2 separate regions of the Sus scrofa genome follow, and region 1 is linked to region 2. Evidence: chromatin contacts called from public promoter capture Hi-C data. All regions are on one chromosome and are shown on one strand. Each heading gives the region's core, a stretch centred on a gene start, on an enhancer-like site or on the middle of the called end of the contact. The rest is flanking DNA. Distances are from core to core; before and after follow the strand shown. Region 1 holds the start of DFNA5 (non-syndromic hearing impairment protein 5). Region 2 holds the start of CYCS (cytochrome c, somatic).

What was found. Promoter capture Hi-C pulls out the DNA fragments that hold promoters and counts their contacts.
Region 1: a promoter capture Hi-C map of fetal skeletal muscle shows a contact between it and region 2, with 3 times the contacts expected there. The contact joins the promoter of DFNA5 here to the promoter of CYCS in region 2. A contact is called at or near these places in 1 of 5 promoter capture datasets (fetal skeletal muscle) and 1 of 2 datasets of contacts at active chromatin or transcription factors (alveolar macrophages).

Annotation. Positions count from the first base shown.
Region 1 is chr18:47,522,710-47,526,408 of Sscrofa11.1, forward strand. It overlaps DFNA5 (non-syndromic hearing impairment protein 5), which reads left to right and starts at 1,928. Exons shown (of 10, transcript XM_021078676.1): 1 at 1,928-2,212.
Region 2 is chr18:47,167,419-47,171,317 of Sscrofa11.1, forward strand. It overlaps CYCS (cytochrome c, somatic), which reads left to right and starts at 2,503. Exons shown (of 3, transcript NM_001129970.1): 1 at 2,503-2,567; 2 at 3,463-3,639; 3 at 3,757-3,899. The coding sequence starts at 3,471. It also overlaps the pseudogene LOC102165713.

The DNA.
Region 1 (3,699 bases), core at 678-3,177, 350 kb after region 2:
TTTTCCTCCGGGAAGCAGTCAATATGGTAAAAAGACAAAATTATACGTAGGTGAAAACTTTTAGGTTCAATTTAAAAGTGATATTTACCAGGAGTTCCCGTCATGGCTCAGTGGAATGAATCTGACTAGCATCCATGAGGATGCAGGTTCGATCCCTGGCATCGCTCAGTGGGTTAAAGGATCCGCTGTTGCCATGACCTGTAGTGTAGCTCGCAGACTCGGCTTGAATCCTACATTGCGTGGCTCTGGCGTAGGCTGGCAGCTGTAGCTCCGATTCAACCCCTAGCCTGGGAACCTTCATATGCAGCACCTGCAGCCCTAAAAAGACACACACACACACTCACACACTGACATTAACCAACAAGTAATTAATAAAGGGAAAGAGATGTACTTGTATTTACGGCCTATTCTGTGCTGAGTGCTTTTCCTACGTCTTCTCTTTTAATCGCCTGATAATACTAGAAGCGGTTTTTTAAATGGGAAGTTCAACATTTGCCTGGGGTCACTCAGCTGGTAAGTGGTAGGCTGGATCTGACCCAAATCTAAGTGATCCAAAGCCTGTGTGTGTTCTTTCTCCTCCATGGAAAATATGCATCTAAAAGAGTGCAGGTCTCCCCAAAAGTGGCTCCCGAAGAATTAGGAAGCAGTTATGGCAGCCAGGCTGAGCTGGTTTGTTAGCATGCTCATTTATGAAATAAATCCCGTCAATACATTTTACCAATTTTGCCTGACGTTTGCAAGTTGCTTATTCAGAAAGGATCTGGGGAAAGAGTAGGAAATGCACAACACTCCACAGATGTGTTTCAGAAATTCTGTAACTTGAAATATAGTTTTTATACTGAATCTTATTAAAAGCGAACCCTGTTATGTCACTATGTCCCCCCTGATTAATATTTATCTCCTGTAAAATTCTGTTATAGCGCCATCTTCTACAATAGGATGAGAGGATTGGGGTGGGAGATTTTCTTTTTATTCATTTTTTTTTTCCTAGTTGGACTAAAATTCCCATCTTGCATTTGTCCATTTGAAGTCTTCAAATACTTTAATAACAGTAATAAGCACAATTGTTCAAAAAATACAACAGAAACATGGAGACTCTTAGTTTGGGCTATGCCAGAATCCTGATCCACCCACCATGGACAAGGGAGATTAGCCATGAGGAAGGGGAAGGAGAAGGGGAAGGGAGGGAATGTTCTAGAACACAATTCAGCACTCTCTCCCAACACATGGTGTGTTCAAACTCTGCTTGGTGATGCTTCCTATTTTCAGAAGAGTCTGTACTGCCCTGTGGTTTTATTTATTTAAAAAATTTTTTTTTAATTTTTATTTTTTTTTGTCTTTTTAGGGCTGCACCAGGTCAGGGGTCGAGTCGGAGCTGTAGCCACGGGCCTATGCCACAGCCAGACCAGGTCCAAGCTGCGTCTGTGACCTATTATACTGAAGGTCACAGCAACGCTGGATCCTCCACCCACTGAGCGAGGCCGGGGATAAACCTGCGGCCTCATGGATACTAGTCAGATCCATTTCTGCTGCACCACAACAGAGCTCCCAGTCCTGTGGTTTTCAAGTTCAGACTGTTACAGAGCAGGACGCTATGGGGCCTTCCCAGGACAGAACTCTCCACCATCCTGGGCCTTGGCTTCTTTCCCAAGTGCCTAGACAACAGCATCTGATGCACATTTCCTGAGCTGTTTTACTGATGCTAAAACCACCACCCGGTGGAAGAAGTTAACCCCTTGATGATCCTGAGCGAGCCCATAGCCCCCAGACTTCCTGGCCCCTAAGGACTGATAATGTTAACACCTGTAACACCACCCTGTTTTCTCACTCTCAACCAATCAGAGTGCAGGAGCTGATCACATGCCTGGGGACGCTCCTCCCTCACCTAGCCTTTAAAAAGCCTTCCCTGAAACCCAGTAAGGGGCTCAGGTGTTTTTGAGCGCTGGCTGTCCTGAGCTTCTCGCTGGGGGCCCTGCAGCAAACGCTGCGCTCTCCTTCGCCACAACCTGGTGTCTTGTAGATTGGCTTTACTGTGCGTGAAGACGAGCAGAGTCTGGTTCCGTCATAAGATGGCATCAAACGATCTGGGTTTGCATTTTGCCTCCATCTCGTCCCAGCTCGGTGAACTTCCTAGCTTGTGCCTCAGTTTACACATTTGTAACTTGGACCTTCAACCAGTTACTGGGAGGATTAACTGAATCAATCAATGCAGGTAAGGTACGTAGAACTCTGCATGGTGACAGTTAAGAGAAAGCACTACATAAATATTATTTGCTGATCTGATATTCTCTTCCTCAAACATTTAATTGAAGACAGTGAACAGGACCAACAACAACAACAAAAAAAAGTGAAAAATTTGAATGCACTGAGTAACTGTTGCACCAAAAATCTCATGTGCTCTCAATGACAAGCGGTTACCTATCTAGACAGAAGGCTGAGCTTGTCGGTGGAGACTTCATGAATATGCTGCTTATAGGATGTTCTTAAGGTTAATGGCCAAGGTCAGGAGACAATAATCTTTACAACAAGTCAGAGTCATCACTATACTAATTTACGAAGACAGAGAATCAGCTGCATGGATGAAAAGTCTCTTGGCGGGGCCAGGACAGAGATTCTTCTGTTCTTCCACTGTCTAATCACTTTGGCCAGGCAGGGGACTAAAAGGGGGCCACCTCTCTTGACCGTTTCTATTCAGTCATTTATCCAACAACCATTAATTGTTCACCTGCCCTGTGCCAGGTACTGCAAAGAGGAGTAAGACCCCACAGGCTAGTTGGAGGGACAAGAAGACATAAATGAATTCAACAATTATCTACTATCAACCATCCATCGGGTGCTATGCTAGGTTTCGGGGTATGGTGAACCAAACAGGCCAAACCCGTCCCCTCGGAGAGCTGACATTTCAGGGAACAGAAAGATTATGCCCGGAATAAGTATGATGTGTGTCCTCTCTCACATGGTGATCCGTACAAAGGAGAAAAAGCCGGCGAGGAACTAAGGCATGTTCCTGTACGGTGGTGGATTGGCTTATCCTTTTTTTTTTTTTTTTTTTTTTTTGGTGGGGGCTGCAGGCGCGGCATATGGAAGTCTCCACGCTAGGGGTCAAATTGGAGTTACAGCTGCCGCCGGGCTATGGCATAGCCACAGCCCCAGCCACACCAGATCAGAGCAGCGTCTGCAACCTACATCGCAGGTGACGGCAATGCTGGATCCTTTCACCCACTGAGCAGGTCTAGGGATAGAACCCTCGTCCTCATGGATATGAGCCGGGTTCCTTACCGCTGAGCCACGACTGGCAACTCCTGGGTTGGCTGTACTTTTAATTTGAATAGGCAGGGACTATTAAATATAAGGAGGTGGGTATTCCTATTAAATACAAGAAGGTGGGGTAATTAATCTAAGGATAAGCCCAGAGCAGATGGGGGCCCAAGCGAAAGCCCTGCCTCATTCCGGGCCCTGCTGAAGGTACTCCTGAGTGCAGGTTCTCCGAGCTCACTCCTCCGGCCGAGGCTCCGGGCTCCAGGGGGCGGGGACAGAGCAAAGGTCCCGCCGCCCGCCCCCCTCGTAGGAGCCCCCGCCCCGGCCCGCCCAGGCCCGGCCCGGCCCGGCCCGGCCCGCGGGGTTCCTCGGGCTCGGCCGGCGCCGGGCGCAGGGCGTGCTGCGAGGGTTTGGCAAGTGCGCGCCGCTCGCCTGGGCTCG
Region 2 (3,899 bases), core at 1,253-3,752:
ATCCTGTCCCAGCCGCTCATCCAGGTGGGATATGAGTCTCTTCCTCCAACAATAGGACGAAATATTTTTGGCGGCAAGTATGTCAGCTTCCTGGCCTCTTTTGTTATGCTCAGCACATTGCCAGCATCGATGGGAAGAAGCGTGGATTGTTCACAGGCTTAACTCCAAGACTATGTTCATGGGTCCTTGGAACTGTGGTCCATGGTAAAGTTTTACAGCATTACCAGGAGTGCGACAAGGTTGAGGAGACAGGATCTGGAAATGTACAGAAAGAAGTTTCATCCTCCTTTGACTGAGTTATCAAGGAGACAGCTCGAGAGATGATGGCTCGTTCTGCTGCTACTCTCATCACACATCCCCTCCACGTGATCACTTTGAGATCTATGGTACAATTCATTGGCAGAGAGTCCAAGTACTGTGGACTTTGTGACTCCATGGTAACTATCTATCGGGAAGAGGGCATCCTAGGATATTTTGCAGGTCTTATTCCTCGCCTCCTAGGTGACATCATTTCCTTGTGGCTCTTTAACTCACTGGCCTACCTCATCAGTACCTATGCACTGGACAGTGGGGTTTCCACCATGAATGAAATTAGCTATTCCCAAGCTGTCACAGGATTTTTTGCCAGTATGTTGATGTATCCTTTTGTGCTTGTCTCTCACCTTATGGCTGTCAGCAACTGTGGGCTTGCTGGTGGACCCCCTCCTATTCCCCAATATATACTTCTTGGATAGATTGTTGGTGCATGCTACAAAAAGAGGGAAATATGAGCAAAGGAAATAGCTTGTTTTTCTGGAAGGTCCCCTTTGGGAAGACTTATTGTGACCTGAGAATGTTAATTTGAAGATGTGGGGCAGGGACAGTGACATTTCTATAGTCCCAGATGCACAGAATTATGGGAGAGAATGTTGATTTCTATACAGTGTGGTGCGCTTTTTAATCATTTAATCTTTGGAAAATGAAATTAATTAATTAATGAATTAACCTCTTAGCAGCTATTGCTGAATTCAGAGGTAGGAGGAAGGATGCTAGAATGTAAGCTCCACCAGAGAAACATTTTTCACTGATTTATTCCAAGTTCCTAGAAAGTGTCCAGCACATGATATGCATTCAATAAACCCTTGAATGAATGAATTCAGCAGCGCTTGACAGAACAGGGAAAAGAAGGAAAAATCAATTAGAATTCTGGGGCTAAACTGAGGGACAAGGAAGTTGAGAAACTTCTCAGTGACAAAACTGTGTATCTCAGGAAGGAGAGCTAGAAGTATAATTACTGGAAGTTATGGTGATCAAACCTACACTTCTAGGAGTTCCCATGGAGGTTCAGCAGTAAAGAGCCTGACTAGTATCCAAGAGCATGCAGGTTCCATCCCCGGCCTGCCTCAATGGATTAAGGATCCTGCATTGCCGTGAGCTGTGGTGTAGATCACAGACTCGGGTAGGATCTGGCATGGCTGTGGCGCAGGCCAGCAGCTTCATCTCTGATTCGACCCCTAGCCTGGGAACCTCCACATGTCTGGGGTGCGGCCCTAAAAAGACAAAAAACAAACAAAAACAAAAAACCCTACATTTCTAATATGACCCCAAGCTCATTGGCTTACTTGAACATGATCTTCATTTAGGTTAGATGGGATGTAAATTCTCTCTAGATTCCCCGAAATTCTCTAACTATGTAAAAATATTTCTTCCTGGATGCTGCTTGCACACACTCCTTGCTCTTTCTACACACAAATGACAGGAGGGAAGGGCTGGCAGAAAGAAGCCGGAAGGTAAGGGACCAGAGCTACAACCCAGGCAGCTCTAACACCGCAACTGCAGCACCTGTCCCAGTCTTCGGGCGTCCGTAAAGGAAAGGGAGATCTGTAAGATGACTTTAAGTCACAAAGTGGAGGAGAAACAAGAACAAGGTCAGGAGCTCATGTCCAACTCTCACAACTCTGGTTGCAGGCTATCCCTCTGGGGTGCCCCTGGCGCCAGCCGCGGAAATACGATCAAGTCTGGGTAAAGGTGGCCAGCTAAGGGAATGACAGCCAGGGGAGCTCTAGGTGTGTCCAAGTTGGACTGTCTCCCTCCAGGCAGGCAAAACGTGCCGCTCAAAGAGCATTACGTCAACCAGAACAACCCGGTTACCCCGGCCGCATTCCGCCCTCAATCCACTACTCCATTCCGCCCCACCCTCCCCGTCATCACACGCAAGCACACAAGAGGTCAGAGAGCGATGCCCGCCCTTCCCGGCACAACCTCGGTGTCGCACCTCTAACGGCCTGTCGTAAATACCCGGCAAGAGAGGCCCCGACAGGAAGGGCACGCACGCGGTACACCCTACCCTGCTAGCCGGCGTGCGCGCGCAGATCTCCGAAGCCGGCCCTAGAGACCGGGGCCAATGAGGCGCGGTGACGTCACTGCGTATCAGTCCGCCGGGCCGCACGTGGAGCCGCCAGAGGGCGGAGCTAGTTCGGTTGCACCAACGCCGGTACATAGGCGCGGACCGGCGTGTCCTTGGACCCAGAAAGCGGGACGTCCGGCCTGCGAGTGGTGGCTTGTCTGTTGAGCTCGGCGAAAGAACGGTGAGCCCTGGGTGCGGAGGCCACAGCGGGCGGGAAGCCAAGCCTTGAGGGCGCGCGCTTGCGAGGGCTGCGCGCGGGCGAACTGAGGCCGGGCGGGCCGGGAGTGGCGGCCCCGGACTGCGCCCGGCCACGAGCGGGTGGTCTCCGCTTTGAGCAGGGCCAGGACCCAGCTAGGTAATGGCGTGGTCTGGTCAAGGTCCTGAACGTTTAAAGATGACTTGGTTGTGAACCGTTGCGAGATGCTGGCCCTCGGGACGTCGGGGCTGTGGCAGTGACTGACAAGACTTCCTCCCGAGGGAGGGCGGGGGTGAGGGTGCTGCGCGCGGCGCCTCACGTCTGCTTTCCAAGAGAGCCAACTGCTTTTCCAGTAAATCTTCTTCTTCTGGCCACCTGTTGCGTTTCCTCTTCACCTGTTCAGGCACCTGGGAGACGTAGGTTTCATCCCAGTCTCCTTCAACCCGGCCTGGGTGAATGATCTCGTGGTCGCCCCTGAGACCCCAGGGACGGGGGACCTCGAAGCTTGCTGCTGCCCTCCCAACCCACAGCAAGGCGAAAGTTGGAATTTTTGGTGGTTTGGGTTTAATGTAATCACAGTTCAGCTTAATTAGCTTTGTGACTTTTTGTGACCTTGACCTCATCTTTTGGAATAGTTTTGAACTAGCATCCCACTTTGCTTGCTTGGGCTGTAACTTTTTCGAAGTTCTTCCAAATAGCGTTTTTGCTATAAAAAGTTTTTTCTGTTAAAGAGTCTATTGCAAGTGTAGCGAGTAAAGCATGGTTCAGCCTGGTACTTAGTGTAATAAGTTTGCAATGAATAAGTGACTGGAGTTGATCATTTGTTTCCACTGTATTTTTACTTGCAGAAAAATTAATAAGCTGAGTCTTTCATTTCTAGATTTTAAAATGGGTGATGTTGAGAAGGGCAAGAAGATTTTTGTTCAGAAGTGTGCCCAGTGCCACACTGTAGAAAAGGGAGGCAAGCACAAGACTGGTCCAAACCTCCATGGTCTCTTTGGGCGGAAGACAGGTCAGGCTCCTGGATTCTCTTACACAGATGCCAACAAGAACAAAGGTAAGAGGGGGACCCTCGTGAACAAACCCGAGCACAAATTGCAGGGATGTAACCTATGGTAAATGAACAGTTTTTTGGGAGTGCGACATACTTAATACTGCATCCGTCCTTGTTTAGGCATCACCTGGGGAGAGGAGACACTGATGGAGTACCTGGAGAATCCCAAGAAGTACATCCCTGGAACAAAAATGATCTTCGCTGGCATTAAGAAGAAGGGAGAAAGGGAAGACTTGATAGCTTATCTGAAAAAAGCTACTAAT